2 separate regions of the Rattus norvegicus genome follow, and region 1 is linked to region 2. A link is a contact called in public Hi-C data. All regions are on one chromosome and are shown on one strand. Each heading gives the region's core, a stretch centred on a gene start, on an enhancer-like site or on the middle of the called end of the contact. The rest is flanking DNA. Distances are from core to core; before and after follow the strand shown. Region 1 overlaps Nsmce2 (NSE2/MMS21 homolog, SMC5-SMC6 complex SUMO ligase). Region 2 overlaps Nsmce2 (NSE2/MMS21 homolog, SMC5-SMC6 complex SUMO ligase).

The links. A called contact is a pair of places that touch in the nucleus more often than the background predicts.
Region 1: a Hi-C map of mammary epithelial cells shows a contact between it and region 2, with 2.0 times the contacts expected there. The contact joins two enhancer-like sites. A contact is called at or near these places in 4 of 12 Hi-C or Micro-C datasets (the A7r5 cell line, kidney, liver and 1 more).

Annotation. Positions count from the first base shown.
Region 1 is chr7:92,887,075-92,890,315 of GRCr8, reverse strand. The region is part of intron 3 of Nsmce2 (NSE2/MMS21 homolog, SMC5-SMC6 complex SUMO ligase); the gene reads right to left. Among named protein-coding and RNA genes, the nearest start is that of Nsmce2, 63 kb to the right of the region's middle. Within about 2 kb of position 1,700, at least 28 of the 93 cell types and tissues checked have an H3K27ac peak or open chromatin away from gene starts, as enhancers often do. A contact at or near this core is called in kidney, where this site is marked.
Region 2 is chr7:92,838,677-92,841,476 of GRCr8, reverse strand. The region is part of intron 2 of Nsmce2 (NSE2/MMS21 homolog, SMC5-SMC6 complex SUMO ligase); the gene reads right to left. Among named protein-coding and RNA genes, the nearest start is that of Nsmce2, 14 kb to the right of the region's middle. Within about 2 kb of position 1,401, at least 7 of the 93 cell types and tissues checked have an H3K27ac peak or open chromatin away from gene starts, as enhancers often do. A contact at or near this core is called in kidney, where this site is marked.

The sequences.
Region 1 (3,241 bases), core at 451-2,950, 49 kb before region 2:
ATAAAGAAATGAGCTGGGAACACAGGAACTTATTCTGTAAACTAGGCTGGCTTTGAACTCACAGATCCGCCCACCTTTGCCTGCTGAGTACTGGGATTAAAGGCATGTGCCACTACTGCTCAGTTGTGAGCAGTGGTCTTTCCCAGGCACTGGAATGCTCAGAACTGGACTAGTGAAGATCCACAAAGAATCTTAGGGGATGGCCGTGACAGTGCAAGCTGGGGTGTGAGGGCTGCTAGTGTGCTCCACGGGGCTGCTGCACAGAAGAACGCAGGCTTCGGACTCTACATTAGAAGCTAAGTTTACAAGGAACATCTTCTGTTTTTAAAACAACATACGTTGTGTGTGTGTGTGTGTGTGTGTGTGTGTGTGTGTGTGTGTGTGCGCGCGCGCAGTAATTTTGAAATTGGGGATGGTTGCATGCTCATGTTGCTCCTGAAATCCCAGCATGAGAGAGTGGAAGCAGGAAGATCAAGGAGTACAAGGGCATCATCCCTGGGCCACACAGTTTAAAGCCAAGGTAGGCTGACTGAGATCCTGCCAACAAGCAACAATAAGTAAACAAGTGTTTCTGTGCCTGAAGAATTTGAATGTTGAGTACTTGGGAATAAATCTGGGACCTGCCTCAGGCTAGGTAAGAGGTGGCCCACTGAGTTCCAGCTCTGAAATGGCCTTTTACGTACGGCAGAGGGCAACAGAAGGTGTGTGTAGAAGAAGACAATACAGAATCCACCTAGACATGCTAATCTAAGTGTTAAGATTAAAAAATCTGACTTGGAATATAAGACTCTGCTATGATCTTAGAAAAGGCACTGTATACATCCAAGTCTGATTTCCACTCGTAGTGGTAGAAAATAACAATATTAATTTTTCATAGTTGTGAAAATAAACGGAACAAAGCAGTTAAGCCCTCAGCCACCTGGTAGTCTTCTATAATAAGAAGCTGTTATTGTCATGATTACTGCTGATTATCATTATAGAGGCAGATCTGCAGGGAGGCTGGATTCACTGGTCTACGCTCTGTTAAGACTGGAGACACCCACAGGAGGCCTCCACGAATAGACTGTAATGGAAACCATGGAAATGAGTGAGATCACCAAGGAAACTGAATGAATGGAAACAAAAAGGACCAAGATAGAACTTTGGAGAATGTTACATTTAACAGGCAGCTGGAAGAGTCATAAAAGAAAACCTGTAAGAGTTAACAAGACAACCAAAGAAAGTGCCCCAAAATTTGGGGAAGAAATTTTAAGATGTGTCAAATGTCTGAGAGAGGTTGAGCCAAACACAGACTGAGAAGTGCCCATCCGACTCAGTCTGAGTCATCTGGGATTCTGGCAAGAGTAGCGCAAAGCCCAAAAGCTCCTGCCACATACCCAGACCATATTCAATGAATCATTTAAAAAGGATGAGGCAGAAACTCAGAAAACACACATCACCAAACAAAACACTCTTCAGTGAGCTGCCCAGTTTACGCTTAAAACTCAATTGTGACTATTTAGCTGCATTTTATTTTTTATTATTTATTTGTATGTATGTATGTGGGCATGTTTATGTACACTGAACATGTGGAGTGGCCAAAGGAAAATTTTTGGGCATTGTTTCCTTCCTCCCACCGAGTGGGTCTGGGAGACTGAACTCAGGCAGTCAGGCTCTGCCCTTACCTGCTGAGCTTCTCCGGCCACTTAGCTACATTTTAACTAACACCCGATCCTGGCTGCTTGTAACCCAGTGCTTCCTTTGTGTCAGCAAGGGACAGCATACAATAAGCTGACTTACTCATTCTTCCGTCAAGTTCTTCCATGGAACAAAAGCCAGTTTGCTTGCTTTTGGGGGGTTGGGAGTGGTACTGGTAGAAACAAAAGGTGGAACTCAGTCATAACCTATACTGAAACTGTGTACTACTTTCGCAATGTACAAATACAAATATTAATGTACTTATAAGATGATAATATACCTCGTTTCTTCTGTAAAATACTGTATGCATATGTAATGACTCAAAAGTGTGTCATTTTATTGCCATGGGTCAAAGTCAAGATCTCCTCCTCCTGCAATTACCATTACTGCCTTGCAGGCATCATTTCACTGAGAGGGGAGATCACAGGAGTGAAAGATATTAACGGTCTGAGTCATTCACACACTTCTTGAATCATGTGAGAATCTAGTATAAAATTAGTCATTCCTGTAAATGAGTCTCAGATAAATTGATTGACTTTCAAACAACCAGTTAGGTATCTGGCTTCCAAATAAAAAACACCCAATGCTTTCCAGTCTTCCTTTAGAAGTTCAGCACACTTAGCACACACTAGTGGAACAGTTTGCTTTTATTCTGCTTAGTAAGAAGATTCAGTATTCTAATTTGTGGTCGACTGGATAAAAAAGCTACGGGACCTCTCTCATACTAGAAATCTACAGAGAATTGACTCAATTGTCCTCAGAATACTCTTTCAACAATATTTACTGAATCCCAATCGAATGTTAGGCATTATGCACTGAAACATTTATGGACACTAGCCCACATTTATGACACTCTATCCAACTGGTCATGCACGGGGTACATTACTATAAGACAACACTGTCTCCACTATATGTAGCAAAAGGACTTGGTAAAAATTTTATTAAAAGGTATCAACAGAGAATCACTGTGCTTTCCCTGTCGATACCCTAACCACATGTACATATGGCATATGCCATGCTTTTTTACTATACACCTTCTATGCTTAAGAAATATTCATACATGTTTAATGATGGCCAGCATAGACCTTTTGTTCCCTTCATCTCACGCCAACTTCTGATGCATTGTACAATTTACACTAACGCTACTGGACCAAATTATTTGTAGTTCGATATGTTTTCTAGCATCATTATTTAGCAAGAATCTGACTTCTAACTAAACACTGGAGTGAAAACACTTCCTTGTGGTTCATTATGACACACCAAGTGGACTTTACAGTTTGCCAGGGTGTTGTGACACCATCACTGAGCAGTTCCAATCAGACCTGGAACACCTTTCCTCCTTCAAGGTGCTTAGATAAAAATGAGAAAGAGTAAGGTCAAATATGTATATATGCTATTGATCTGGTTTTAATGATCAGTCCTATTAGAATACACCCAAAAGATGGCAGCCAAATACGGCAGCTTGCCACCTTCAGGCATCTTCTACTCAGTATACATCAGCACTCACGATGCTGAAAAATCACCCTAGCACACTGCTCACAGCACCATGTCCACTCTAATCCTG
Region 2 (2,800 bases), core at 152-2,651:
CTTATTTGCCATAGCTGCTAACTAATTAACCTTTTCAAAGCATGGCCAAAAAAACTACTACCAACAAGTTCAAATAAACAATTTAAACTGGTTGTATAAGACACCCTACAGTATTGTAGTGAACAGTATGATGTTGTACTTTGCCTAAGCACTGTATCAGAACCTAGAGTCTCCAGGGCAGATGCTCTAGTCAAGAGCTGATGAGCCATATCCAGCCCTAAAACCTGTTGCCCTTCCACAGCCCTCACAAAGAGCCAAGTCTGCCTCTTCCCTGGTGCTACTCAAAATCTAAAACAATGTGACTGTGGTCCATGCCACCTAGCTCAAGTCACATATTAACTAGGCCTTCTTCCACACAGTATAGGACTTAACCCATCTTTCTGAAACCTTTAAGAATAGGCACCTTCCTTCGTCTTGCAGGACTAAAGCCTATGGCATCAGGCTGGGAGCACAGAGCAGGCTGTGGTGTTAATAAACACCCTATCCTAAAGACAACTGAACTCAATACTGCTCTTTCATGAACACACTGTTCTCTTCTCACTCCCAAAAACCTAACACACAGTCCAGAAGAAAAGTGAAATCTTTGTCTTCAGGTTAAAGTGGCCATTGCTGCCATCACCAGTTTACAATTACTTAGAACTTAACACTCTCAACCTCCCTCTCTCAGGTATACACACTTACAGAGAGCCCAAAAAGAACTTCTCAGTGTAACTCCCCCCGCTGGCACCCCCTTCTCCTCAATCATTCAACTTATTCTGGCCCAGACACTGAAGAACTGCAGTGAACACACCCCGCACCATGTGCTTATGTGTTCCTGTAATCCAGCCTTCTGGAGGATGAGATGGGAGGACAGTAACTTTGAAGCGAGCCTGGGCTACCTGGTAAGACTCTGTCAGTAAAAATCACAAAGCAGGGAGTGTGTGTGTGATAAAAGGTGACTTCCAACTCTTCTAGTAAGTTTAAGATGCACAATGAGCCCACATAAGAAAGACTGTCACTTCACCATGAGAACTCCACTGAAGAGCAACAATAGATTCAAAGGTAAAAGAAGCTGCCTTTCAACTTTGGTCTCTGATTCCACAGGCCTAAAAAAAAAAAAAAAAAACTCATGCAGGAATATGCCTCTTGCAACTGTGGTCACATGTAAAAATGAAGCAAGAAAACATCTGTCTGGAGCTGGCCTCAAATGCCTCTAGTTCTTCTCCAAACCAGGTTCATAACTCCCACCCACAGAGAGAAAGCCAGGGCCTGAGGCGGCACCCAGGGACAAGCAAATTAGCATTCCCAAGGTCAATTGCTGACAGGCTTAATTGTTTACAGCAACTAGAATCAGCTGGCTGCTGCAGTTAGGAGGCTTAACCTTCCAGCTTGCCCAACAGCATATGAAACTGATTTACCACATCAGCTACAAAATATGAAGAACTGTAGATGTGGATTCAAACGAACACACAACGTTTTATACAGAAGCAAACGTAACAGGATCCTCAGAAACAATGCACTTTTTATTTTAAGCTGGCTAAACAATTAGGGGAAAACCCTAAAATACTAGCCACAGCTTCAGCAGAGGAGAGACAAGTACAGGAGAAAATGAGAAAGTGTCTCATTCTTCCACTAGCTTGACTGAAAGTTCACCAGAACTGCTAAAGAGTTGCAGATCTAGCTGATTTGGCCATCTTTTATTTCTTACCTTTCACTGTCACAGAGAAGTGAAATAGCCTATGTGCCTTTTGTCATCTCATAAAGTGTTGTATGTGGCTAATAAGAATAAGCAGTGTAGCCAGCTAGTCTGGAGTCCAGTGTACTTGTAGGATTTTGATTTCACTGCCCACGCTGTGCCAAAAGAACTCTTTAGGAGCTTCCATATTTATGACATGTGAAAGTAATATTTTAGTTTTATGTACTTTACAATTTTATTTATTTGTGAATATAGATGTTCTGACTGCATGTATGTCTGTGGACATACTATGAACATGTCTAGTGTCTGGTATAGAAGCAGGTATGGTATCACCTGGGTTCTGGGAATTGAACCTAGGTCTTCTGAAAAAGCAACCAATCCTCTTAACCACAGAGCTATCAGCTATCTCTCTGGCCTTGGAAAATAGTTTCAGATACACTAACTAGGTTAAATAAAACATTACAAATCTCTCCCTCCTCCATACTTTATGAAAGAGAGACAGTAGAAAATTTCAAATTACACATGTGGCAAACAGTACAGTTTTATCAGACTGCACTTCTGCATATAAGTAATGGTACAGAAATATACAGCATGAATACGTAACTTCATCTGTGACTACAGAAACAGGGAAAGAACAGTTTGCATAATGATCTCTAGAAGAATCAAACTGCTTTCAACTGTTATGTGTCATCCTCATAAAAGCTCCTTTCCTCTGACCACAAGACATTAAAATTTTATGTCATTAAAAGAGGACTATAGTGTTTCACCAAAGGCTCCTAATGTTTTTCTACTTCTGCCTCCGTTGTCATCTCTGCATAGCATTCAGCAAGCATCAGTCCTTGCCAATGGCCAGAGACACGATGTGATGCTGGCCTGGCTTTTTAATCTGACTGAGAGACTCTTAGCTAGCTTTTTCTGTTTTAGTCCTTTTCATCCCCAGTTTGATCACTGAAATCTAATAGAAGGCTCAGCTCCAATGGCCAAGAAAAATTAGAAATAAAACAAAAGAATCGGGGTTGGGGATTTAGCTCAGTGGTAGAGTGCTTGCCTAGGAATCGCAAGGCCCTGGGTTCGGTCCCCAACTCCGAAAAAAAGAACCAAAAAAAAAAAAAAAAAAAAAAGAAT